Regions from separate parts of the Hordeum vulgare genome. Here region 2 is linked to region 1. A link is a contact called in public Hi-C data. All regions are on one chromosome and are shown on one strand. Each heading gives the region's core, a stretch centred on a gene start, on an enhancer-like site or on the middle of the called end of the contact. The rest is flanking DNA. Distances are from core to core; before and after follow the strand shown. Region 1 holds the start of LOC123449437 (sulfate transporter 1.2-like). Region 2 holds the start of LOC123449440 (RNA cytidine acetyltransferase 1-like).

Region 1 (6,671 bases), core at 2,181-4,680:
TGCATCAAGTGATGACGGCAAGAGAAGCCCCACACCCAACTCGGTTTCATACTCGAAACCAAAACGACCGGATGGGTGCAAGAAGGACAAAACCGAAAAGAAGAAGAGGAAAGGAGATGATGAGCTCACAAATGCTATGGAAGCTATTGTGAAGGCAAGAAAAGAAGCGAACGAGGTGAGGAAAATGGCAAGGAACCAAGATGTCGCGGCCGAGGAGAGGAGGTTGGCGGCCGAGGAGAGGAGGGTGGCCGCCGAGGAGAGGAAAGTGGCATTGGAGGAGAGGAAGGTGGGCATGGAGGAGCGAGCTAAGTTGTTGGAATGGGAAAAGCACTTGTTCTTCTTAGACACATCTTTGTTCAATGATGCGCAAAAGGAATATGTCAACCTTGCCCGTGAAGAAGTGTTGATTCAAAAAAGAGCCATGATCCGCACAATGGGTGGCGGTGGCCTTGGCGGCATGGGTGGCGGTGGCCTCGGCGCCATGGGAGGCATGGGCCTCGGCGCCATGGGAGGCTTGGGTGGCTTCGGAGCCATAGGAGGCATGGGTGGCTTTGGAGCACCCTCCAACGCTATGGGAGGCATGGGTGGCTTTGGAGCACCCTCCAACGCTATGGGAGGCATGGGTGGCTTTGGAGCACCCTCCAACGCTATGGGAGGCATGTGCCTCGACGCCATGGGAGGCTTGGGTGGCTTCGGAGCCATAGGAGGCATGGGTGGCTTTGGAGCACCCTCCAACGCTATGGGAGGGATGGGTGGCTTTGGAGCACCCTCCAACGCTATGGGAGGCATGGGTGGCATGAGTTTTGCTTCTCTCATGGGAGGCATGGGTGCACCTCCGGCCATGGGTGGAATGTCTTTCGATGTGCCTCACACACATGCCCATGAAAATGCCATTGAAGATCTTGCCAAGACCGTCGGAGCTACACGTGATGCGGTGCGTGATGAGGTTAGGGAGGAAGATTCATCTTCGAAGGCGGAAGAATCGTCTTCGAAAGACGAGGAAGATGGTTGATGTGTTATATGTCTTCAACTTTGTTGGATGAACTTGTATTTTGAACTTGGTTTGCATTTTGAACTTGGTTGGATGAACTTGTGGGCATGACTTTTATTCATCAACTTGTTTGTGTTAAATTTCACATGTTCATTGCATTTTGATGAATGTTTCAACCTATTTTTTGTCCAAATGCCATATATTTGGGCGCTGCTGGAACGGCACGCGCGCTGCATTTTAAAGCTGCTGCTAGAGCCAGCACTGCGCGACGCGCCAAACCAGGCAACCAGCGTGCGGCAAACATGCTTTTTGGCGCGGCGCGAAGCGCGGCTGTTGGAGATGCTCTAAAAGGGTCCAAATAAGGGTCCAAATAAGAACGGTAATGCTGTCATGCTTCACCCGCAAAAAAAGAAGGGTACTGTTGCCATGCAAGTCTGAAGAAATTGTTACCCTCCTACAACTAAAATTGTTATAAAAATATTCGTAATTCCCACCCCAATGAATGCTTTTTTTTTTTTAGAGAAACCGCAGTGAATGTTGGCCAGCTAAGAGTGTCAAAATTATAACGCACCGTGCGGTTGTCGACAGTACAGCAGCCTACATGCAGTCCCAGTGAAATACCAGCCTCTTAAACCCGTGAATATGGAGCAAAGTCAACGTGGCAACAGGTGGTTAACTCCCATCCCGTTCTTCACGCCCGGGCTGCCTCCCCCACCAGGTTCATCGAACCTGGACACGGTTTGACTCTCCCTCCCCTCTCTCTTTTCGCTTCTTCTTCCTCCCATCTTTTAAATAGTGATGAAGGAGCTGTCGTAGATCTCCTGACCCACAATCGCGTCCACGTTCGGAGCGACCCTCCACCATCCAATCTGCTGGAAGGTATAGTCGGAGTAGAGCACCGGTGGGGCCCAGGAAAAGCGAGGAGGAAAAGGTCTGGAGCTCCACGAAGGTGCTCCCAGAGGAACAGCACGGTAAGAAGAAAGACCACTTGTTCCTTCTTTTCGATTTCTCTCCATATTTTTTCTCTCTCTTTTTGCACATCTCAGCAGGGAATAAGCCCCACAGAAAAGCTGTTTTTCGACCGCGTATTCGTAAAGGGTTTTAGTCCCTGCCTTTCTTTTATCACCTCCTCTCTGTTCTTTGGGTGACTGTTTTCTTTCTCGGGGCATCAGGGTTCAGTCTTCAGTGATCTAGATGATTTCCGGAATGTTAAACAAGAACTGTTTTCCTTTGATTTCTATGATGATAGGATCACTGGATCAGACACTACAGTGACTTATTCTTATGTTGTTTATTTTTATCTTGGGTTTTGACCGGGGAGTTTTATGTGATTTCCCAGTGTTTTTCATGAACGAATACTTCCATTTTATCATGCGCGCACTCTAAAAAACTGCCATTCTATCATGCATGGGCATGGGTGGAATATGATCTACACAGAGCAGTTACTGTGTCGCTCAACATTGTAGATGCTCCTATCCTGAAACTGTATTGAAAATAGCAGAGCACACTGGGCCACCACTAGAATGGAAAAAGGCTACAGCTGCAACGTGTGCTTAGGGCCAAGGTTCGTCCGCAAGCGAGTGATGAGAGCCACCGAGAGTGCAAGGAAGGAATCTGTTAGGCAGAGAAGCGCGTAGGTTGGCGCTGTGCATTTCAGGGCCGTCCACCATGTCGCCCAGCCTCATCGCATATCGCTTCTTTGACCAGGTTCATGCAATCGGCAGACCGCATTTTCCAAAAATACTACGAGTATTGGTTAATTAGGGAAGACAAAGAAAATAAACCAATATAATCGAGCTATTATTGCGACGACTAACTGTGTCGATCTGCAGTCTGATCCTGCACTTCTGCTGCTGCAGATCATGTTCAGATGGTGTGTAACTAGAGTTAACAACTGCATTATTGGGGCCTGCAACCTGCCTAGTCCAGGAGACAGACTATATTATAAGGTGTAGCATGCCATTAGCAGTGGAACTTGCACATAACTAGGGTTAGAAAAATCTATTTTTGTTCCCTTGATGACTGGATCAACTGTTTTAGAAACAAGGGGTCCTCCTACCGATTTCCGTTGAAGAAACCGCCAACTAGTTCAGTACAGCAGTACATCAGAATAAGAAGCAAAAGAAAGAGAGATTCTCGCAAACTATGCTTGTGTAACACATGCACAAACATAGGGCAGGCTAGAAATAGCCGCAGGCTAAAAATTGCAGTGGACGGTGCTCTTCTGAATCCTTAAGTTTCTGTATGGCTTCACAAGTCATAACACATGCATTTGGGTAAGCCTAAATGTTAAAATTGCACAAGTCTGGGTCCCTTTATGTCTTATACTTTCTATTCATTGGATTTTGATTGCGCATTAAGCCAACGTGTGCATGACTCGACGGTCCAGGAAGGAAATCGTTCCTTTTCAGCTAGAAAAACTGCCAACATTTCAAAACTGTATTTGATGAAGATTGCTACCTGCTAGCATATCTTAATAAGTTTCCCATGTAGGAATACATAACATACACCCATTTGCTCAAGTCCACTCTGGCCCATATGAGTTTTCTTCAATCACATTCAAGCACACACAGAGAGCTGAAACCCAGTTTCATTGTTCCTTCTGTCACCTGTCGCTGAAACCGTTTGATTGTTTACGCAGAAATGATTTACAAGTTCAGCAAGTGATGAGCTGTGAGAATAACCTATTCATTAGGGTAGGCGTTCCCCGCGCTATGTTGAATGTGGTGCGATTTTCGACGCAGATGCATAATTTGCAGCTTAACTTATCTCTTGGCCCTCCAATTAAAATATAGGAGTTGACCTTCATCACAGGCGCCGGAGCTTCTCTGCATCTATATATAATGGACATTCCCTGGCTTCTGAAAAATCACCACAAAGCAGCAGGCCTTTGTCTTTGTGGGCTGAGTTTCTCCAGTAGTCATACACTCATACTTGTGTATGTTTTCTTCCTTTCGTCTATTAGTTCTTCATTCACGGTGAAGAATGATATGCAATGATCAGTGGTGTTGGCTGCTTCCATTCTTGATATATATTGTTGTTCATGCATATGAGTTTCTGATTCCTTCCTTCAGTTCTGAAGAAGACCCTTGGTCTTGGTTTCCTTGATGTAATTTGTTTCATTCAGTTCAGAGCTTAGTTGCACCATGCATGTAGAGGGTCATGCATGTCCATGCATGTCCATGCGTGTGTGTATGCTTTATTTGATTATTAGTACTAATGATTTCTCCGTCTAAATTACATGGAGAGTTCGTTTACATCTAACTTCAGTTCTGCACTAATATATGTTAATTATCTCACTCGTTGCTTCATCTTCAGGCAAACGTATCCGTCTGCACATAGGCGCACGCAACGTCCGCAAGAATGCCGAGAACCGTGTCGGACGGAGGCGAAGATTTCGATGGCGACGTCTGCAGCCAGACGGCGTCGCAACGTCACACCGACAGCACCCACCACCACCATGGCTACAAGGTCGGGTTCCCGCCGGCCAAGGGCGTCTTTGCCGAGTTTGCCGAGGGGGTGAAGGAGACGTTCTTCGCCGACGACCCGCTGCGGGAGTACAAGGACCAGCCGAGGTCCAAGAAGCTGTGGCTCAGCCTGGTGCACCTCTTCCCGGTGCTGGACTGGAGCAGGAGCTACACCTTCGGCAAGTTCAAGGGGGACTTGGTCGCCGGCCTCACCATCGCCAGCCTCTGCATACCTCAGGTAGCTGGCCGGCTGTTCTTCTTGCATGCAGCAATCACGGTACAGTTGGTTGGTTTGTCCACTCCGGCATGCGTTCTCATGGTGTCTACTCTTATCTTGCACCAGGACATTGGTTATGCCAAGCTTGCCAACCTGCAGCCACATGTTGGACTGTGTAAGTTCACATGAAACACGGTAGAATGCCCAGTTTTGCTCCTGCAAGTATGCATGCAACTAGAATGACCAGAGTTTTGCTGGGTCCTTTTCGCAGATAGTAGCTTCGTCCCGCCTTTGATATACGCCCTGATGGGCAGTTCCAGGGACATAGCCATCGGTCCAGTGGCCGTCGTGTCGCTGTTGCTCGGCACTCTCCTCCAGGAAGAGATCGACCCCGTCAAGAATCCACTTGAGTACAGCCGGCTGGCGTTCACCGCAACCTTCTTCGCAGGGATCACTCAGGCAATGCTCGGATTCTTCAGGTGCGCATGGCGACATGGTCCCCCGGTGCCTGTTAACTTGCCAGTTCATGATGACATATTGGCATGAACACTTGAATACGTCATCTGTTTTATGTAGTCTCTGACCGGACTCTGCTGCAGGCTAGGGTTTATCATAGAGTTCTTGTCTCATGCGGCCATCGTCGGGTTCATGGCCGGTGCCGCAATCACCATTGCCCTTCAGCAGCTGAAAGGCTTACTTGGCATAGCGAAATTCACTAAGAAGTCTGATATCATATCGGTCATGGAATCGGTATGGGGAAATGTTCAACATGGGGTAAGATATCATACCTTTTGTATACATTTAACTTCCGGGATAAAATCAAATATTTCATAAAACTTACGCTTGCGGTGTTGATTCAGTGGAACTGGCAGACGATATTGATTGGATCGTCCTTCTTGGCATTTCTTCTAACTACAAAATACATTGTAAGATAATAATACATGTGCGTAATTTCATCTTAGTTCTCCTTGACTACTTGTGATGATCATGCTGTTCCATTGGGATAATTCAGGCCAAGAAGAATAAAAAGCTCTTCTGGGTTTCTGCAATCGCTCCTCTCATTTCAGTGGTCATATCCACCTTTTGTGTGTACATCACCCGTGCGGACAAGCAGGGCGTTGCAATTGTAAGTCGTACTTGACTACTCGCCACTTTTGCCATCGGAGTAACTGTGGTAACAAGTTAGTCGAAGACAAACAATATGGGCTAATCACTAATTAATTGCAGGTCAAGAATATAAAACAAGGCATCAATCCACCTTCATTTGATCTCATATATTGGTCTGGCCCATACTTGGCGAAAGGATTCAGAATTGGTGTAGTATCCGGAATGGTTGCCCTTACGGTAATAAAAACTTCATTGCCTTTTCAGTTTCAATTTTTTCCGCATGGATTTCTTTTAGGACATCCAACAATGTGTCAAAACTAATGCAAACCTTTTAGGAAGCAATTGCAATTGGAAGAACATTTGCTGCCATGAAGGACTACCAAATAGACGGGAACAAAGAAATGGTGGCTCTAGGAACCATGAACATTGTTGGTTCAATGACTTCGTGCTACGTAGCCACAGGTGGCTACTAATTTAGTTTTAAAATGGTACCTATCCCATACAAATATAGCATTCTACTGACAAGATATGTTCACTGCAGGTTCTTTCTCACGATCAGCAGTCAATTACATGGCTGGCTGCAAAACAGCGGTATCCAATGTTGTAATGGCAATTGTAGTGATGCTCACACTATTGTTGATCACCCCATTGTTCAAGTACACGCCGAATGCGATTCTAGCTTCTATCATCATAAATGCAGTGGTTAACCTAGTTGACTATGAGACAGCCTACCTTATCTGGAAGGTTGATAAAATGGACTTCGTGGCATTGCTAGGAGCATTCTTCGGGGTCGTATTTGCATCAGTGGAGTACGGCTTGCTCATTGCGGTGCGTACTACTACGATTCCTATCTTGTAAATTACAATTGAATTCCTCGTATTGGCATGGC
Region 2 (6,671 bases), core at 2,579-5,078, 270 kb before region 1:
GGCAGCTTAAAAAATAAGTCGCCTCCTCCCTTTTTCCATAAGCCGCCTCTTATATTCACTAAACTAGTTATGGGATAACCAATTTAGAAGTCTGAAGAAACTTAAAGGGCGGCTTATTTTTAAAGCTGGGGAGAGGCAGCTTATTTTTTAAGCCACCCAAAAGAACTAGCCCCAAACATCATACCTACCCACATTGCAAGCTGAATTTTTGGGCTATTAGATTCCTCTTCGGCGTTGTCTGAAAAATCAAAATATCATAATCAATAGTTCAACACTAAGATTTCAGGAATGTTGTAAACTGTAAAGCAATTTCATGAAGCTCATAAGTCCCAATATGGATGTGACAGCGGCATACATTGTTATATAACTGCAAAGTTGCATTCGATAAGTAGTACTATAATTTATGAGCTATTAAATTCATATAAATTGTAACCTATGAAATAACTCTAGTCAATAAATGAATGGGAATTCAGATGGTGAGTGCCCACTCACCCTAGGTGACCGTACCAGCAAACAATAAGGGTGTGTTTGGTTTCAGTCACCAACTGGAATGGCATGGGTCTGACCTGCACCTAGGACTCGTTCCTGTGTTTAGTACGTAACTGGAATGGAACCAGGTCGTCCCCACCGAGCGAATATTCACCCCAGATCCCTAACGCGGTCGTTCCTCCAAATCGGTGGAACCACGTGGAACCGGCCTCTCGCACTCGTGTCTCTCCACCCTTCTCACCAACTCACCCAGCCCACGGCTCACCACTCTCTCTCTCTCTCCCTCAATGGCCATGGCGGCCCGGAGGTCGATTTGTGCTTGTCCCATGCACCTCCATTGCTCTCACCGCAGCCCTCACTCTCGCCGCACCACAGGGCATCTAGCAGCAGCCCCTTCTTCACTAGTAGCGGTTGAGACGTGCGGATCCGCCTCTCCTTCAAGGGTGTAGAGACAGAGTGGTGAGCCGCGGGTTGGGTGAGTTGGTGATGACATTGACCAAGGATTTAGCGCGTTCCTACGCCTCCGCGATCTAACCGAAGATCTGGCGGCAGTGGAGGCCACGGTGCGGGTTGCTGCGAAGGAACTGAGCAAGATGTTCCGGGCTGAGCTATAAAGATCATTCAGCGATCTGCATCTGAAGTTCAGTGAATTGTACATAAGCACAAGCATACATGAGGCATCACAGTGATGGCCGTATGCGGTGTGCTGAATTCCTTGAACCGCTTGCAAACTTTTACTGTGAAATGCTATTGGGCGATAGTGGTTTTGCATCTTGGAAAAGTTCTATTAATAGGAGCATTTTTCTGAGTCCAAGAGAGTGGGCAATACTAAGCTGAATTTCATAAGCATCTTGATCAGAACTTTGGATGAAATATTCAGGAATTTCCCTCAATGTGATGGCTTATGCACTCTGATAAGCAAAAGCATGCAAGTGGTGAGACGAACAAATCCATTCCATTCCATTTCTCAAACCAAACACCAAAATCTAACCATTCCATTCCTCCGAATTACCACCACCAAACACAAAGACGGAACCAACCCATTTAGTGGAATGAAACATTTTTTTTTTAATTTTCAAACGAGGGGGGGGGGGGGGGGGTTCCGCCACCTGTATATTAATCAGAGGGCAAACGCCCAGATGATTACAGGCGCACATGAGGCACCATGAAGAGTTTTACATCAAGGTTCAGAGAGAGCGATGGGGGGGGGGGGTAGTGACAGCCCCCATCAACCAGACAACGCTGAGAGCGCATCTAGCCAAATATCAACATGGGACCGACAGTTTTCTCGCAGCCGGACACGCCACAATAGCGCATCCTCAAGGCAACAACTGAGCGCTCAAGCAAGGGAACACGACATCGTTCCGGTGTTTCCATAATTGCCAGCAGCATAGCATGGCGAACCCGCCCGCAGACTGTACCACGGAGCCAGCAGATTCCGCCAGAGATCCCAGACCGTCAACGGACATGGCAGCGACGGAGATGCCAATCCCCCTCCAGAACGCATTAGCAAAAGGGCAGGAGAAGATCAGGTGATCCGCGCACTCCAACGTCTCCGAGCAGATGGGGCACCCAACGGCGTCCGCAACTACAATGTTTTTCCTCAACAACACGTCCAGCGTGTTGAATTGGCTTTGCACCAGGAACCAACAGAAAAACTTCACCCGCGATGGTGCTCGGGCTCCCCAGACGAGCGCCGCGTAGGGAGTGCCCACGCCTCCGAACCGAAGCATTTTGTAGATCGAGCTAGCAGAAAGCCGACACCGGGTCGCGGCGACATGGACAAGCGTCCACTCGTCACCGCCCACCCTGACAGTGGCTATCGCCAGGATCTCCAAGACAGCAGCCAGCTCGCGCTCCCCCACGCGTGTGAGTCGCGGGACGAGGAAACTGTGCAGACCCTCGGCCCACACTTGCTACACCGTCACCTCGGGGGCCGTGGAGTGCGAGAAGAGAGCCGGGAAGACCATCGCGAGAGCCCCGCACGGCAGCCAGCGGTCGGCCCAAAACGAGACAGTGCGCCCGTCCCCGCGTCAACAGTGGTGAGAGCGCGGTACAACGGGATCAGCCGAGCCAAGACACCCCCCCCCCCTCTGCTCGCCCAGCGCACGGTCACCACGCGGCAGAAGAGAGTGACCGTCCGCGACAGCCCAGACCCAGGCTGCCCACCTTGATCGGGGGGCAGAGTGCAGACGGTGGATCATTTTCAACAGAAGGCTTTCATTCTGGGCCGCCAGGTTTCGGACTCCCAATCCACCTTCAGCCTTAGCACGACACACACGATCCCAAGCCACCCGGCATTGCGCACCGGAAGCCCTTTCCGCCACATTCCACAGGAAAGCGCGCCTCAAGGCGTCCAGCTCCCGAAGCAGAGCCGGCGACAGAAGCAGAGCAGCCATGGCATAAGTGGGTAAGGCGTCCAGCAGGAATGGAACAATGACATTCCATTCCACTTCGTTCCCAAATCAAACACACCCTAACTCACTGCATGCTAACGACACTTTATGGGCGGTATATTTTCATGCACATATATCTCAATCCCACATAGCAATTTATCAATCATATGCCCGTTTAGAGCAAGAGATATATCCCTAAACAAGAAGGAAATTCCAGGGAACTTGTACCTTCCTGCCTTGGAAGTGATGTCCCAGGAGCATCATCGCTGAAATTGAAGATAAAAGAACGTTATATACTGCCGTTTGTAAAAATAAAAGATGCTGGCATCACAATCCAAATTCGCAATTCCAACTGAAGCATACATTTCATCCTCTCTGCATCACTGGGATCAGGTAAACACGAGTAAAACCTAGCCTGACTGCAAAATCCACGGCCCAAAAAATTCAAGCAAAATCCTACAGGCCCTTAAGCAGAGACCTAGAGAAAGGCAGAACTGTTTGGACTGGAAACTAACTAAGCGTTCGGAGGAAGTGGAGTTACCACGAGGCTTCTTGCTTGGTGCGGCGCGAAGAGGAGGAGGAGGACGACGAGGATCCACGCCCGCGCCTATTGCGGTGGTACCCCATCCTCGAAGACTTGCCAGCGGCGAACACCTCTTCCGGCGGCTGCGGCGGCGGCGGCGTTGTTTGGCTCGGGAGAGGAAGCCCTGAGAATACTTCTTCGGTGGAGCCCACGTATAGCCTCTGCAAATGGGGCCCCTAACGAAGTTGGTCCGGGCCTACCAAATTGACCGTGAAGGTTGGGCTGTGAGCCCAACTTAGCAGGCCGCGGTTCTCCAGCCCATTCCATCGACGAGGTCACGAGGCCAGAGACAGAGACCACTCTCGACAGAAGAAAGAAATGGGGGAATCTGGACCGTCGAAGGCACCCGCATCCGGCCGTCCACGCACCCGCTCCGCTCTCCTCCTCTCCGTCTCATATCAATTAGGTGGACGCCGGCAGCCGGGAAAACCCTAGCTAAACCCCAGCCCCCAATCCCCATTCGCCAGAGATAACCGGCGGGCGGCGGCGAGGATGAGGAAGAAGGTGGACGAGCGCATCCGCACGCTGATCGAGAATGGCGTGCGGCAGCGGCAGCGGTCCATGTTCATCATCGTCGGCGACAAGTCGCGCGACCAGATCGTCAACCTCAACTACATGCTGGCCAAGTCCCGCGTCAAGTCGCGCCCCTCCGTGCTCTGGTGCTACCGCAACAAGCTCGAGATCAGCAGCCACAGGAAGAAGCGCGCCAAGCAGATCAAGAAGCTCATGCAGCGCGGGCTCATGGACCCCGAGAAGGCCGACCCCTTCTCCCTCTTCCTCGAGACCTCCGACATCACCTACTGCATGTACAAGGACTCGGAGAGGGTCCTCGGCAACACGTTTGGCATGTGCATACTGCAGGTATGGGATAGCTTCACAGGCTGCTGATGAATGTTGCTGCTCTGCCTGGAACTAACTGTGTGTTTGCTCTCTGCAGGACTTCGAGGCGCTGACGCCCAACCTTCTGGCCAGGACCATTGAGACCGTTGAGGGCGGTGGTTTGGTCATCCTGCTGCTCTCTTCGCTCTCCTCGCTGACCAGTCTCTACACGATGGTCATGGTGAGCTCAGTTTTCTGTTGCACGTTCATTTGCTATTGCTTTTCACCATAGCTGATTCAATTTTGTGAGCAAACAAGGATAAATTTGGATTCAATGCTGTTGATTAGCTTATTTGTTTCCGCCCTATCCTGCTAAGGTAAAGTAAACTTACACGGGCCTTATGCTAACAGGACGTTCACGAAAGGTTCCGAACAGAGTCTCATACCCAGGCAGCCACAAGGTTCAACGAGCGGTTCTTATTGTCCATAGCGTCATGCAAATCATGTATTGTGATGGATGACGAACTCAACATTTTGCCTATATCATCTCACATGAAATTTATACAACCAGTTACAAAGAATGAGGTATGAAGTTCAGCTGGTGAAATTATGCATTTCTTGAAGATTCTAGTTGTGCCTATTTGGTCATCTGAGACATGCATATTTTATTATCACCATGTGTTTAGGATTCTGAGGGATTGTCTGAAAGGGAACGAGAGTTGAAAGACCTAAAAGATCAGTTCCGTGAAGACTTCCCGGTTGGCCCTTTAATCGGAAAGTGTTGCACAATGGATCAGGTACAATTTGCCTCTTACCCTGTCCAAAATTTCCTTTGTTATGTTTTTTTTGTTGTTGTCATAAACTCAAACTGAAAAACAATATACGCAGGGTAAAGCTGTTATCAATTTCCTAGATTCTATTTTGGACAAGTCCCTTAGGAGCACGGTTGCCTTGCTTGCTGCTCGTGGACGTGGGAAATCAGCTGCCCTTGGTCTTGCTATTGCTGGAGCCATCGCAGCTGGGTAAAGCTTAACTCAGTAGTGTTATTTATGTTTTTCATTTCATGTGTTCCTCTTGTTGAGGCTAATGATTTGTCTTTGTAGGTATTCAAATATATTTGTCACCGCTCCAAGTCCTGAGAACTTAAATACACTATTTGATTTTGTCTGCAAAGGAATAAATGCAATGGAGTACAAGGTATATGTCTAATATTTTGTTTTGTTGTTAAAGTTTAAATATATGTTATGTGAACACATCTGTGCTGTATTCCCCCCTTTCAGGAGCATTTGCATTATGATGTAGTGAAGAGTTCAGATCCAAATCTCAGGAAAGCAATAATACAAATAAACGTCCATAAGCAACATCGTCAAACAATCCAGGTGATAAATCATTAAAATTACTACTTGGTTGCTACCAGCCTACCAATTCCTGGTCCTTCTGGGATGTTTAGCTTTTAAAATTTAACTTCATAGTGAATTGGTGAAGAAGAGGGCAGGCCTGGCAAAGTGGTGAATTCCTCCCCACTTGTGCAAAGAGGTCCTGTGTTCGAACCAGCTACTCTGCATTGCACTTCGCAGGGGTAAGACTAGGTTCCTATAATCCCTCCCCAGAACCCACCTTGTGTGGGAGCTTCTATGCACTGGGTCTGTCCTTTAGTGAATTGGTGAAGGACTTCAGCGTCTAATGTTGAAACTTGAAAGGGATCCTTTAGCTTCCTGCTTCCCTCGAAAACCTTGCAAGTTAAATTTCTTCAGCAAGAACTTAAAAGCCTTTGGTTCCTTTAAGATAAACCTTACACAGTTATGCCCTCGACAATGGTGGCAACTAGTTGGATTATTTACTTATCAAGATTCTGCTATTCCTGAGAACCATAATTCATCTTTGCTTGATGATGTACAGATGAAAACATGGTATTGATTGAGTTATCTCCTTTAGTAGATTGATATTCAATAATCAAACACTTGAAGAGCCATCGAGGATTGGAACCCTATAGCCTTGCTAGGTGCTATAATGACTATTGCTTAATTCTTATTAAGTGTCTACTCATATCTATTAATCTATAGCTGTACTAATAAAAATGCAAGTTAGGTTTGATCCAAACTATCTCTCCATCCAAAAGCTCAGATCTGTAGATGAGAAATTAAGCTTACATTTATGCCTTACTCTTGTACTCCCTCTGTCCCAAACTAAGTGTCTCGGACTTGGTACAACTTTGTACTAAATCCAAGACACTTATTTTAGGATGGAGGGAGTAATAATTACCCTTAATTTCATCTGATTTCAAATCGTCTCCAAAAACTAATTTAACTGGGGCTCATTCAATGCAGAAATGGTTTGGAAAGGGAGGGATGTAGACACTTGCGTTTGTGATTATTTGGTAGCTT

What was found. Hi-C and Micro-C count contacts between places; a contact is called where the count stands out from the background.
Region 2: a Hi-C map of seedling shows a contact between it and region 1, with 3 times the contacts expected there. The contact joins the promoter of LOC123449440 here to the promoter of LOC123449437 in region 1. A contact is called at or near these places in 2 of 6 Hi-C or Micro-C datasets (leaf and seedling).

What each region holds. Positions count from the first base shown.
Region 1 is chr4H:550,021,178-550,027,848 of MorexV3_pseudomolecules_assembly, reverse strand. It overlaps LOC123449437 (sulfate transporter 1.2-like), which reads left to right and starts at 3,430. Exons shown (of 12, transcript XM_045126667.1): 1 at 3,430-4,850; 2 at 4,947-5,154; 3 at 5,275-5,449; 4 at 5,536-5,601; 5 at 5,688-5,801; 6 at 5,903-6,019; 7 at 6,118-6,244; 8 at 6,324-6,610. The coding sequence starts at 4,355.
Region 2 is chr4H:550,290,900-550,297,570 of MorexV3_pseudomolecules_assembly, reverse strand. LOC123449440 (RNA cytidine acetyltransferase 1-like) reads left to right here and starts at 3,828. Exons shown (of 24, transcript XM_045126671.1): 1 at 3,828-4,329; 2 at 4,406-4,528; 3 at 4,699-4,872; 4 at 4,974-5,084; 5 at 5,176-5,309; 6 at 5,391-5,484; 7 at 5,568-5,666. The coding sequence starts at 3,961. It overlaps LOC123449442 (18S rRNA aminocarboxypropyltransferase), which reads right to left and starts at 3,613. Exons shown (of 10, transcript XM_045126673.1): 1 at 3,427-3,613; 2 at 3,114-3,151; 3 at 189-238. The coding sequence starts at 3,512.